Linked DNA regions of Pan troglodytes: region 2 is linked to region 1. Evidence: chromatin contacts called from public Hi-C data. All regions are on one chromosome and are shown on one strand. The core of a region is the stretch at or near the end of the contact, and the rest is flanking DNA. Distances in the headings are between cores, read along the strand shown.

The links. Hi-C and Micro-C count contacts between places; a contact is called where the count stands out from the background.
Region 2: a Hi-C map of stem cell-derived neural progenitor cells shows a contact between it and region 1, with 8 times the contacts expected there. The contact joins the promoter of SPRY2 here to the enhancer-like site in region 1. A contact is called at or near these places in 1 of 7 Hi-C or Micro-C datasets (stem cell-derived neural progenitor cells) and 1 of 1 datasets of contacts at active chromatin or transcription factors (stem cell-derived excitatory neurons).

Annotation. Positions count from the first base shown.
Region 1 is chr14:85,625,398-85,631,528 of NHGRI_mPanTro3-v2.0_pri, reverse strand. No RefSeq gene overlaps it. Among named protein-coding and RNA genes, the nearest start is that of SPRY2, 410 kb to the left of the region's middle. Within about 2 kb of position 3,453, at least 14 of the 24 cell types and tissues checked have an H3K27ac peak or open chromatin away from gene starts, as enhancers often do. A contact at or near this core is called in stem cell-derived neural progenitor cells, where this site is marked.
Region 2 is chr14:86,030,715-86,037,026 of NHGRI_mPanTro3-v2.0_pri, reverse strand. It overlaps SPRY2 (sprouty RTK signaling antagonist 2), which reads left to right and starts at 2,346. Exons shown (of 2, transcript XM_529573.7): 1 at 2,346-2,846; 2 at 5,711-6,312. The coding sequence starts at 5,762.

The sequences.
Region 1 (6,131 bases), core at 2,204-4,703:
GGGAAGCTAAGGTTACGAGTTTGAAACATTATTTTCTTAATGAACAGCAGTAGCACTATTCTCAGGAAACATACCACAGAGGGAAGTGAGATTTTAAATTTATTTATTTATGTTTCTGAAGAGGATTTAAGTAATCCTGCTTTTATACAGCAGGTGCCACAGCAGACCAAAGCTTCTAATAGAATATTAGTGCAGTGAATTTATATCAAGAATGATGGCTCTTTTGAAGAATGCAATGGTACACAAACAGGAGGAAGTCCATTCGTCCCTTTAGCTCCTGCCTTCCCAGTTTACCTTCTTTTCTTCACCCCCACATTGTTAGTTTTTCCCTTTTGTGGGGAGTTGGGAGGATCTGAGATGACATGACATGTTGCTGCTCAGGGTTTCTAGGCTCTAATCCCTTAAAACAGTTATGCGCATGGGCACTAAGCAGGAAAGTACTCACACAGTGACATCATTCTGAAGTATTAAAATTTGCCACCAGAATTGTTTTCCTCTGCAGAGAATGAGAGCTACAGATAGTGATATTTTGTGTGTGTGTGTGTGTGTGTGTGTGTGTGTGTGTGTCCTGTTAGGGAGAAAAAAACACTTGTAAAATTCTTAGAAACTGAAAATGCATCAGTGAATAGGTCTTTATGTTGGATATTTATGGGGAATTTGGTTTGTTTTCTGATTCTGTTTCAACTTTTAAGGAGCACCGTTAATGTGATTAATTAGCAAGAATTTATTGACGTGAAAAATCTAGACAGCCGAATATATATGATTTTTTTAAATGTATTTTTTCAGGTGAAACTATAAACTGGAGGCCTAATTAAGACCTGCTGTTTCCTGAAATTTTGTGTGCGCAGCCCTGGGAAGGAAAGTTGCACGGAGCTTTCCTTGAAGGGGTAATCTTGAGAGAAAATCCTGGCATTCTAGTCACTTCTTTCAAACATAGCCCTTACTTAAGAACCACAGTGAATTTATGTCTACGGTAAACATGAAAGCCTGTTATGGAACAGGCTTAGGGAAAACTCAAATCAACGTGATCATCATGAGTTTTGGACTTCAGCTGCTCCTAGCCAATGTTTCCAAATTTACGCTGAAACACCATTATAGATCATACAATTTTAGCCTGTTGACGTTTTCTTACCTCTTCTTTTCCCGTTACTTTGTTAAGAATGGAAGTCACTCTTCCTAACAAGAGAGAGAAAATCACCTTGCAAGAAATATAATAATTCAAAACTATTCATTGTAAAATAATTTGACTTTTGATGAGGTTGCAAAAGGCCTGAATTGAACAGATTTCTGACCAGCTCCCACTTTATCTGCTTTCATTAGAAAAAAATTTTTTCCTAATGTTGCTTTTTTATTAAATAGTTCCAAATATAAACTTTAAAACATAAGAATTAAAGAAATCTATATATTTCTAAATCTTCAAGATTTTATTAGTTTAGCAACATATTTGTATGGCTTATCCCCAATGTCTCAATCCAGTGGTGATAAAACTTCTGAAGTCCAAATTGCTTCAAAATATGAGTATTTTTTACTCACTTGAAGTAAGCTTTTTTCTAATGCCTCAGGTAGAAAATAGGAACTACTTATAACTTGAGAACAGAAACCAATCTCCTAGTTGTCATTTAGTTCAACATTTTGAACTGATGTTTTTGCTAACTTACTAAATTGTAAGGTGTGAAAGTCATGGAATTTTTGTAAAAATTTTATATTTCTTTAATACTGTGAAAAGAAAACATGCCCAGTTTGCAAACCTCAATCAAGAAGCAACTTATTTCCTTTAGATAATGCACTACATATCAGCGCATAAGGGATCAACTCACAATATATAGTCCTGGTGCATAATTCTGTATCCCCTAAGCCAGACAGCCAAAACACTTACTTACTCACAGAGAATAGCCAACACAAAAGCCCCTTTTTCCACTTCATGGGTAGGGCCTCATTATGTGCCTTCCTAAATATGGAGGGGAATTGAGGTCCCTACTTCCCTTTATAATGCTGTTCAGTGCATTTGTCCAATAACTCATTGTCTCAGAAATTGTCTTGCTCACTTCCTATAGACATTCTCCTGTCTCCTCAGTGACACGTTCGTGGAGATAGACATTCACAGTCGCCTCTTCTGGCTTCTCTGGCTCCACCTTGATGCATTCTTGCCTTATCCCAGACCAGGCCAGGCCCTTGCTCTGGATCTCAAAGGCCCAGGCCACATAAGGGCAGAGCAGCCACGTCAGAGCTGCTCCTGGCACCAAGGAAAATTATTTGCCCCGAGAGGCAAACACAGCCCCAGCAGTGTCCAGAGTATCAATCCCTCTCTTCTCTGTTATAAAAGGCCCTATTGTAGAAACACAAATCATTCAGAGATGGCATGTACAATGTCTAATCACTTAATAGCCACTGGGCACCTACTGGGTATGGGCCCCAAACTAGATACTGTCTGTAACCTATTCACTAGAGGGAGACAGGAAGGAATATGACACAGATTTATATTCATCTCCTGTTCTAGCCCATTACACCATGGCCAACACACAGCCTTTGAACAAGTAGACAATTACAGCCATAATAGAGATGAAAATATTTTTATCTGTAAGTAGCAAGGTAGGGGATAGAACACAAGCTTGCTATTCACACTGACCTAATTTCGAATCCTGCTTCTATACTTAATCAACTGTGTGGCCTTGGGGAGCTTACTGAATCCCTCTGGGATTCTCTGGCCTTGTTTGCAAAAGGAAAATAATAATCTCTACACCATAAGTGCTGTGAAGAACAATGTAGAAGGTAGAAAGGCCAAAAGCTATGTGAGGTATACAGAGGACACAACAGTATTAATTCCCTTACCCATCTTTTGATTTCTAAATAACTGTCAAGACATTTTATATTCGATATCTTATTATTTGAACCTTATGCAAATCCTACTTGTATGTACTTTAATCTCAGAGATAGAATTTTAGGTCGTTGGATCTCTTTTTGTTTCCCTTTTGGAAATTTGATTGAAAAGATACACTTGTTTTCTCCATTTACCTTAGCTTTGCTCCTTGGCAAGTTTTACAAAATACCCGAAGCCATAAAAAGGGTTAATTTTATTCCAGTGTACCAGATGTCTTCAGCACCTTGACTTTAGTAATGTACTAAGAACAGTAAGTCTTTTTAATGAAAGTGAAAGGTATGCATTGTACTTAAATCTGGAGCTTTCTCCCCTGAAGAAACGCTGCCGCTGGGACTGCATCCCGCCATTTTAGACGGGGTGAGATATGTTTTTGCTTGCGTTTACCCTTTTGCAGTACATTTTCAAGCGACTGCAGTTGGTATCCAAGCAGTTAAAACTACATCAGCACTAATAGCTATGAGCTCATCTTGTATAAAGACATTTTTAGTTAAACACCACAATCTTGGGGGGAAAAAGTTAGCGTGCTTAACCAGGCCAGCTTGGAATAGCTCACAATATGACGCATACCACAGGAAATAGAGTGGTATGAGGCACCTACAAAATATTTTTCAAACAAGTCATTGACGCTGTAAGCCCCATGCCTCAGCTTTAGGAAGTCACTTATTAAGAATCAACACCAGCCGTGCCAAGCTAAGCTTTTGCTCTTGGTGATTTTCCAATTGAATATTCAGGGCCCTGTCTCAGTCTTGTTTTCAGGGAAGTACATGCCTGGAATGTTAGCAAGCTATTTGCTGGAAAAAATGCCCACAACAGGCCTAATGTTGATCACATTAATGCGTTTGAGTGGGTATAGAGTGCAAATGATTGAAAATGCTTCCAGATCCCTGTTGCAGGGGACAAAGCAGGCTCTGTTCTCTGATCTGATGGTCATTTTTTTTCCAGTGGAGGATGTGGCGCAGGAAGAGGGAAGAGTGCCAATCTCTGTCTAATGGTTCCAAACAGGCCCTGGGCCTAGCTCTTTGGATGCTGATGAGTGGGAAATGAAACACAGATGGGTCAGATGGGTAAGGAGAGGGGGATTACAGGTCAGGCCAAAGAGTTGGAATAAATTAAGTGCTTATAAGGTACAGAATGGTACATTGTTTAAGTGAATGGACAGGGAAAAAACATTCCTGCATTGTTTGGTCCAGTGAGTGAACTCAACATTCCTCTTCCCAGACCAACCTAGGCCACAGAGATCCCCATCATCAGAATGTATATGAGCAATGAACCAAACTGTGGCCAAATGGTGCCTGAAATATTCTGCTATACCCCAAAGCAGCCAATTTTGTTTTATTACAAAGGAGATGTAATTTATTGGGAGAAATGTTTGGGTTCATATGTCAGATCATAGAGAGTCAGATTTGGGGTTCCCTTGGGGATCTGAGGAGAAGGTGAGTAACCACAAATTAATACAGCAGGGAAATAAAGTGACAAAAGAAATGTTTCATTGTGCTTGAAATATTGAACCAATTTCCCCCTTTTTAGCCTTTTAAACCTTTGCTCACAAATCAAAGAGTAGCTCAACTTAAGAGAACTCAGCAGAAGCCTGTCGTGCCCAGTAATGACAACAAAAAATGTGAAGTCCAATGTATCCTTGGTTTTAAGTGTCTTCATGACACAGGGAAAGACAGTAAAAATGACTTTCTGAGGATGTTAGAAAATGATCAAAACTATTAGATAACTAAAAAAGAAAATGCTGATAATCATAATGGATCTGTCCATTCTGTGTTCTAGGTGTGTTAGAAAAGTCATGAAATCCCAAAAGGTATACAAACCTGATTATTCAGCATTAGGTAATTATAGGACAGGCTGGATGAATTGTGTTTACTTGAAGGCACAAAACTAATAGAATGTTAAGGGCAGAAAGTGTTACATAAAGAAGAGCTAAAGTTGCAGTTGCCAAAAAAATTAGAAAGTTCTAAAGCTTGGAATTGATGGTTTGTTATTTTTTTTAGTATGACAGAAATTATTTTCAGAAGCTTATTTTCATACCAACCATGTTTCCATTTTATGGACTTGACCTTTACTGGAATATCCCACAGGCAAAACTGGAGACAGTGGTTGTCTGTAATAATCAGGGATGCTCATGCTTCAAGTATTAAGAGTGTCTGTTTATCAATTGGTGTGTTACAACTCCAGAGACTACAGGGAGATCATTTCAACTAATGAGTATAGAAAGTCTTGATGCAGCATATCTTTCAAAGGCTGGTAATTTTCACTGTTGTTAATTGTAGTAAATTGGTTCAGTGAGCAAGATCAACTATATGTATATATCATCTTATTTTCTACAGTCTATGACTTCAAAACTAATAGCTGTATTACTTGTAATTTAAATATTTTATCTTTTCTCCTGACCTCCCCTTCAAAACCTTTATTATGCTAATGCTCTGAGTCTTGAGAAGGGGCTCCAGGAATAAATGACAAATTCTTTTTTTCTTTTAATTTTATTTTACTTTAAGTTCTGGGACACGTGTGCAGAACGTGCGCGTTACATAGGTATACATGTGCCATGGTGGTTTGCTCCACCTATCAAACCGTCATCTAGGTTTTAAGCCCTGCATGGATTAGGTATTTGTCCTAATGCTCTCCCTCCCCTTGCCCTCCACCCTCTAAGAGGCCCCAGTGTGTGATGTTCCCCTCCCATGTGTTTTCATTGTTCTACTCCCACTTATGGGTGAGAACAGGCGGTATTTGGTTTTCTGTTCCTATGTTAGTTTGCTGAGAATGATGGCTTCCAGCTTCATCCATGTCCTGCAAGGACATAAACTCATTCTTTTTTATGGCTACATAGTATTTGATATGTATATGTGCCACATTTTCTTTATCCAGAAATGACCAATTCTTAAAGCAAATTTGAGAAACAGCCATGATACAAGCATCAATATTACGAGTTTGAGGGCCAGGCCTGTAATCCCAGCACTTTGGGAGGCTGAAGCGGGTGGGAGGCTGAGGTCAGGAGTTCAAGACCAGCCTGGCCAACATGGTGAAACCCCATCTCTACTAAAAATACAAAAATTAGCCAGGCATGTTGGTGCGCACCTGTAATCCCAGCTAGTCGGGAGGCTGGGGCAGGAGAATCACTTGAACATGGGAGGCGGAGGTTGCAGTGAGCCAAGATTGTGCCACTGCACTCCAGCCTGGACAACAAGAGCGAAACTTGGTCTCAAAAAAAAAAAGGAAAGGAAAGAAAGAGTTTGAGAAAAAAAAAAAA
Region 2 (6,312 bases), core at 1,097-3,596, 410 kb before region 1:
GGTTCTCTAAACAGCTGGAAGTTCCTGATCTAAATTCCATTGCATGCTTTGATCCCTAACGATGTGTCTTCGCAAAGTTCCTGCAGCGCTGGGAGACAAGCAAGGCACAGATGTCTCCTAAAAAGCCGCCATCGAGTGCAGGAGTTTGAAGAGGCGAAGCGACGGCGTTGCTTTCACCTGCTCTGCTCGAGAGACTTGCTGGCCGCACACCGGCAGCACGTTCCTGCCTAGCCTTTCACAACCAGGCTTTGACCCTCCCAAGCAGACAGGAGGGAAAGCTATCTTCTGTGTCGTTTATATTAATATCTTTGTATTCATTTTAAACCAGCCGGCCTAATGCACACACGTTTTGGAAGGTAACCCAGCCTGTCCGCGTCGTGTCCCGGAGAAGAAAGCAGCCTTAGCCCCGCGCCGGGCGGGCGCCCCCTGGTGGCCAGAGGGGCCGCGAGCGCAGCGGCGCCTGCATTCACCGCCGGCTCAATGGATTCGGGCGTCCGGCGAGCGGCTGTGGCCAGAGAGGCCCAGCTGTTTTGCGCCCGCAGTCCCGGGACGCTCGGGAGCAGGCCGTTGTAGCCTCGTCCACCCTCACCTTAGGGGTCGGGGGACGTAGGCCAGCGCCCGGAAATAACGCATGCCACTTCCCTTGCCATCTCTGGTTCCAAATCCCTAGAGAAAGAGGAGAGCCCTAGAGAAACATGGAGAAGTCAGGGTGAGACCGCAGCGAGGCAGAGAGCGCGCTGGGGACATTCTAGAGCAGGAGCTCAGAAGAAGGCAGCTAGTTCCAGGGTAGCTGCAAATGGATTGGGTTAAAGCTGGACGAGTGAAGCACCATGTTTTCCTAACACTGCTTTCAAGAACACCCCGCATGGGGCAAGATCGCAGGTGCTATTCGGGAATTTTGACCGTACAAGCAGGTACTTCCCTGTAAAGTAAAAGCATTCTGTAAGTCGCTCGACAGAATGCAATATTAGGCGTGTGTATGCGCAAGTTTTAATTTTCCACTGGTGCTCCCACGTGAAGGCACATTTCTTAGTAAATGAACGGCAGCTAGGACAGTGCATATGTATGCATTTTCTATCTTTATTTTTTTTTTTTTTGTAAATGGGAAAGAATAGTACACCTTCAACATGGACAACAGAATCTTGAGAAATGTTCTAGGTGGCAAGAAAAGTGGGAAATGAAGGATGACTTTTAGTTAAGGGAAGAAGGAAATCTGCAGTGAGCCAACCCTTCCCTCCCCCCCGCCCCCCCATTTCGGAAACCCATGCTGTCGCCCTGAGTAATCATGTTCCTGTCTATTAATGAATTAAGTTAAAAGGCTTAGACTGTAGACTTTAGCTATTGCATGAAGCAAAATAGTAAGGAAGCTCTTCAAAAAGCCTCCATTCATAGATAACCCCCCTTAAAAATGAAATTCTAATAAACGGAAAAACTACAAGTCGACACAATCAAAAGCAAATCCCAGCAAGAGCAGAAGGTACTTGAAACTCGAATCTGCATTCCGTTCCTCCCGTACAAGGCTCGGCGGTGGGGGAGGCGGTTTGTGCTGGTGCCTGGTGTATAATCGGGTTAATCCAGTAGACAAAGAATAAACCAATAGCCCTCCCACCTCACTTCCCGCTCCCCTTCCCCTCCCCCTTCTTCTCCCCCTGCTCCAGCCCCCGTCACCCGCTCCGCAAAGGGGAACAGAAAAGGGGAGAGGTAGACTTGAAATGGATTCTGGATAAAGTCTTAAAACCTGCAACTTGTTTTTCATGCTAACACTGCGTGGCCCGGATTAGTCTTAAATGTTCATTCCCCTTTCCTGGTGGCAAGGAGAAAGTTCCCTAAGTCAGCTCGAGCCTCTGGCTCGTCCTCATTGCCTCTGGGCAAACCTTAAGGTCAGTGTTTCCTTGAAACTAGATAAACTGACCCTGCAGTGCCCAGCCCGGCCCCGCGGGCGCCCCGCGTGACGGCGCTCGGGCGGCAGGACCGGCCTGGGGACGCGCGGGGCGGCGCGGTTGCCCTTTTGAATGCCTCCTGCGGCTCGGAGCGCTGGCGGGCGCTGGAGTGTGAGTGAATGTAGCCCCGCGGAGCCAATGAGCTGGGACCGGATGCGATATATCCTCTGGGACAACAACTGCTCTGTTCCGCCTCGGATCCACATGACGCCATTTACTGCTGCCGCGGCCGCCGCAGAGCTCCCTGCCTCCTCCGGAAAGGCGAGGGCGCAGGCCAACGGCGAGCCCCCCCCCGGGCGGGCCCCAGACCCTCCTCCTCCTCCTCCTCCTCCTCCTCCTCCTCTTCCTCCTCCTCCGCACCCACCGCCCCCGCCTCGGCCTCGCTGCCTCGCCTCCACAACGCCCAGTCTGCACAGCCGAGAGCTGCGCGCCGCAGCGCTAGCGGAGGAGAGGGGCCGGCGGAGCGCGCAGCGCCCAGGCCCCCGCGCCCGCCCGGCCCGGCCCGGCCCGCGCCCCCGCGCCGCCTCCGCTACGACGCGGCCCCGGCCGCACCACTTGGCGATCTGGCTTTAGGTTCTCCGTAAGGCCGTTTTCTTTTCCCATTCGCTCATCTGCCAGGAAAAGGGACTTGCCGTTGGCGCTTCGGCCTCTTGTTCATTGAGAAAAAAGAGGAAATACTCCGCGTGCGCTTGTAGAAGGGGGGTCGTCTCCAGCCCCGAACCCCGGAGTGTTCATCAGCGGGGAATTTGGCTCCGAATTCTCTTTTTTTCTCCCGCCGATTGCTCGGAAGTTGGTCTGAAGCAGAGGTTGGAAAGGAAAAAAGTTTGCATCGAGACTGGATTTATTTGCACATCGCAGAAAGAAGAGAATCCAAGGGAGAGGGGTTGGTGCAAAGCCGCGATCACGGTGAGGCACGTTTGGCTCTTCCTCTCCTGGCGCCGCGGCCGGCGCGTTGTGGGCAACATGGAGTAGGTGCAGCCGGACCAGGAGTTGGGTCCGTCTCTCCCCGAGCCTCCCTTTCTCAAATCCCGCAGGGTCTTCGCGAGGATCCGGGGCGCTCCCCGCGGACCTGCCTCGCCCGGGGCTTGGGCTCGGCCTGCCTCTGCGGGGACTTCTGTATGCACCCCGTGCAGTGTCCCCGACAGGCGACCCCGCGCGCCCGCGCTCTAGGGGGTTGGGACGGAGGACAGCTAGCCTGAAGTCTGCTCCCAGCCGTGCACTGGCCGCGAATTCGGCGCTGAGAGCGGGAGAGGGAGAGAAAAACACTTGTATTTTCCAGGTTGCCTTTGCAGGCGACCGCATTTCTAACCTGTTCCTCCTCTTGGTGGAAGGCAAAGTCCAGGGAGAGGCTGCCCTAGGCGGGGCGCTGGTGGGGCTGGGGGACACAGGTTGCCCGCCTCGGGGGCAGGAGACCCCCAGGGTGAGAAAAAGGCAGGGTGCCGGGTGGAGGGAGTGCCCACCTCTGCACCGTGTGGTCGGTCTAGCCCGGAGCGGGTGGGAGCGTCGCCTTGCCTGGCGCCGGGTCTCTGCGGTTCGGAAGTGCAGCTCTCTCTCTTCCGTTCTTCGTGGTCAGCCTGGGTCACACTTATTTTATTTTTGGAAGCTCGGGCTGACCCAGCGCAGGAAGAAAGTCATCAAGCGGTCGCGATCATTTTCCATTACCTGAAAGTAGGTGGCAAAAGAGGCAATTTTTTATTTCCTTTTGTTGTTGTTGTTGCTGTGTTTTAATTTGGATTCTTGTGTGTTTTTTACAAAGCAGTTTCTGTGTCCGTTTGCCCCACCCTAGAGCTGAAGTTCTTTTCCCCTAATCCTCAGTCTGATCACACACTGTTCTTAATGGGGGTTTCAAAGCACTTTCAAAGGGGAGGGGGGACTGGGAAAGAGAAGAGGGGCGGAGGTAGGGAGTCCAGCTTCGAAGAAGGAGGCCAGGGATCGGATCGGCAGAAATCACTTAAAAAATAAAAACAAAAAAGCCCCCTTTTATTTCAAAGATGCTACTTTGACTGCAAGCAAATCTGTACCGAAAGTTTACAGCTCCGGGAGCTGGGTCCTGCGCGCCCGGAGTGAGCAGTGGGACCCTGGAAAATGCCCTTTTTAAAAAAAGCCATTTTTCTTTCACTTTAAGAAATATGATATCTTTTTTTTTTTCTCTCGACCCAAAAGGAGATAGGCGTGTGCAGATTACAGGCAATGCCCCCTTCGGTCAGTGCAGCGTGGAGTCGCTGTGTGTGCGTGGGTTGGACTTGTGCGTCCTGGCTGCGTGTCTCAGGCAGGGCTTTCGTGCTCGCAGTGTCGGGGTGGGAAACCTGTGCCGGATGTCCGAGGGGCTTTGCAGAAAGCCTGGCAGTGGGCGGCGTGACCTCTGCCTGGGGGCGGAGTGGCTCCTTGGGGCTGGAAGGCAGTTCTTTTGAGTTGGGGGAGATCTTAGCTGGGGAGAGGGAGGCGGGGGAAGTGTGCTCCTGCATTTCGTGACACGTACCCTTCGGAGGCGCCCGTGGCCCCCGCCTGTCTGAGTCTGGGGATCGTAAGCAGGGGGGCAGCCTGGCCCATGGACAGCGTCAGTCCGCCTGGAGAAACTCCCCTGGGGATCGGCTGTGTCCCACCTGCTGGGGACGGTGTTGGGGCACAGAGAGGCGATAAACTAAGTGAAAGCAAAGGGCAGCGTTGTCTTCTGCCATTCTTTTGGAGGTGAGGAGATCCGGTTTCCAGCACTGCCTTGCTCCGAATTGGGAGACGTTTGTCACCTGCCTTGTTCGCTGTGGCCTCTATTCTAAAGAGCGGAGATCGGATAAAGGTCCACTTTTGCCTGTTTTATACTTTTTATTGTCATATAGGCTTGGGAAAGGGGGTGATCGTTTTGAAATTGAAGAAGGACTGCAGTTTAAGGAATTCCTTGACAGAATGCTAGATACGAAATGTGACATTTGAATTTTTAAAACGCTTTTCTGGTTATTATCACTTCGTTGGTGTTCTCAATTAGCAGGGAGAACAACCTTTTAGCTGCAGAATCTAAGGTGGTGTTCTAGGCTATCAGACTGTAAAATACTTAATTCTTAAGTTGTTGAGAAGTTGAAAATAAATTCTTGTCTTCTTGTTGTTAAGTTTGCTTTAATGTGTTTCTGGCACCTAATAGGATTTGATTTGCTTTTAGTTCTATAACTTTGTGCTACTATACAATTAATAAAAAATGGCATGATTGTTGTAGAATTTGGGTATTTACTTTTTTGCATGCCATATTCATTCTACCTGGTTTGAAAAAGTTACAGAATGCCGTATACGTCACAGTTAAAGTGTTTGATGTAAAAGTAAAAATTAAGAACCAAGAAAGAATCTTCTAGGTTGCATTATTAACGCTTAAGGCAAAAATGACTATGACAAATGGAAACCTATTTCAAATTTTGAAAGGATTTTCAACTTTTGAAAACATTGGTAGCAGTGTTATATTCCAGCAATACTTCCTTGCGATTTTTACGTTGAACCTGAACCTTACAAATTGTATGTTTCTTTGAATAAGGAATTCTTACTTAAGTGACTCAAAGATCAGCTTTGTATTGTTGTACATCACAGGATTACAGAATTGTCAGTAGCCCGCCGTAATTTTTACTTTTGGGTACATGCGTTGTTGATCATATGGCTAATACCTCCCTACTGCCATTCCATTTCAAATCCTGTTTCTCTAGGGAAAGTGGGAAGTGAGGAGTCAATTCAGGTGGGTGGAGAGTGGGAAGTATCTTAGAGTATCAACCGTTCTTTCCTCTTGGCTTCCTCAGGAGTTCAGATGTGTTCTAAGCCTGCTGGAGTGACCACACTTCCAAGACCTGATGGAGGCCAGAGCTCAGAGTGGCAACGGGTCGCAGCCCTTGCTGCAGACGCCCCGTGACGGTGGCAGACAGCGTGGGGAGCCCGACCCCAGAGACGCCCTCACCCAGCAGGTACATGTCTTGTCTCTGGATCAGATCAGAGCCATCCGAAACACCAATGAGTACACAGAGGGGCCTACTGTCGTCCCAAGACCTGGGCTCAAGCCTGCTCCTCGCCCCTCCACTCAGCACAAACACGAGAGACTCCACGGTCTGCCTGAGCACCGCCAGCCTCCTAGGCTCCAGCACTCGCAGGTCCATTCTTCTGCACGAGCCCCTCTGTCCAGATCCATAAGCACGGTCAGCTCAGGGTCGCGGAGCAGTACGAGGACAAGTACCAGCAGCAGCTCCTCTGAACAGAGACTGCTAGGATCATCCTTCTCCTCCGGGCCTGTTGCTGATGGGATAATCCGGGTGCAACCCAAATCTGAGCTCAAGCCAGGTGAGCTTAAGCCACTGAGCAAGGAAGATTTGGGCCTGCACGCCTACAGGTGTGAGGACTGTGGCAAGTG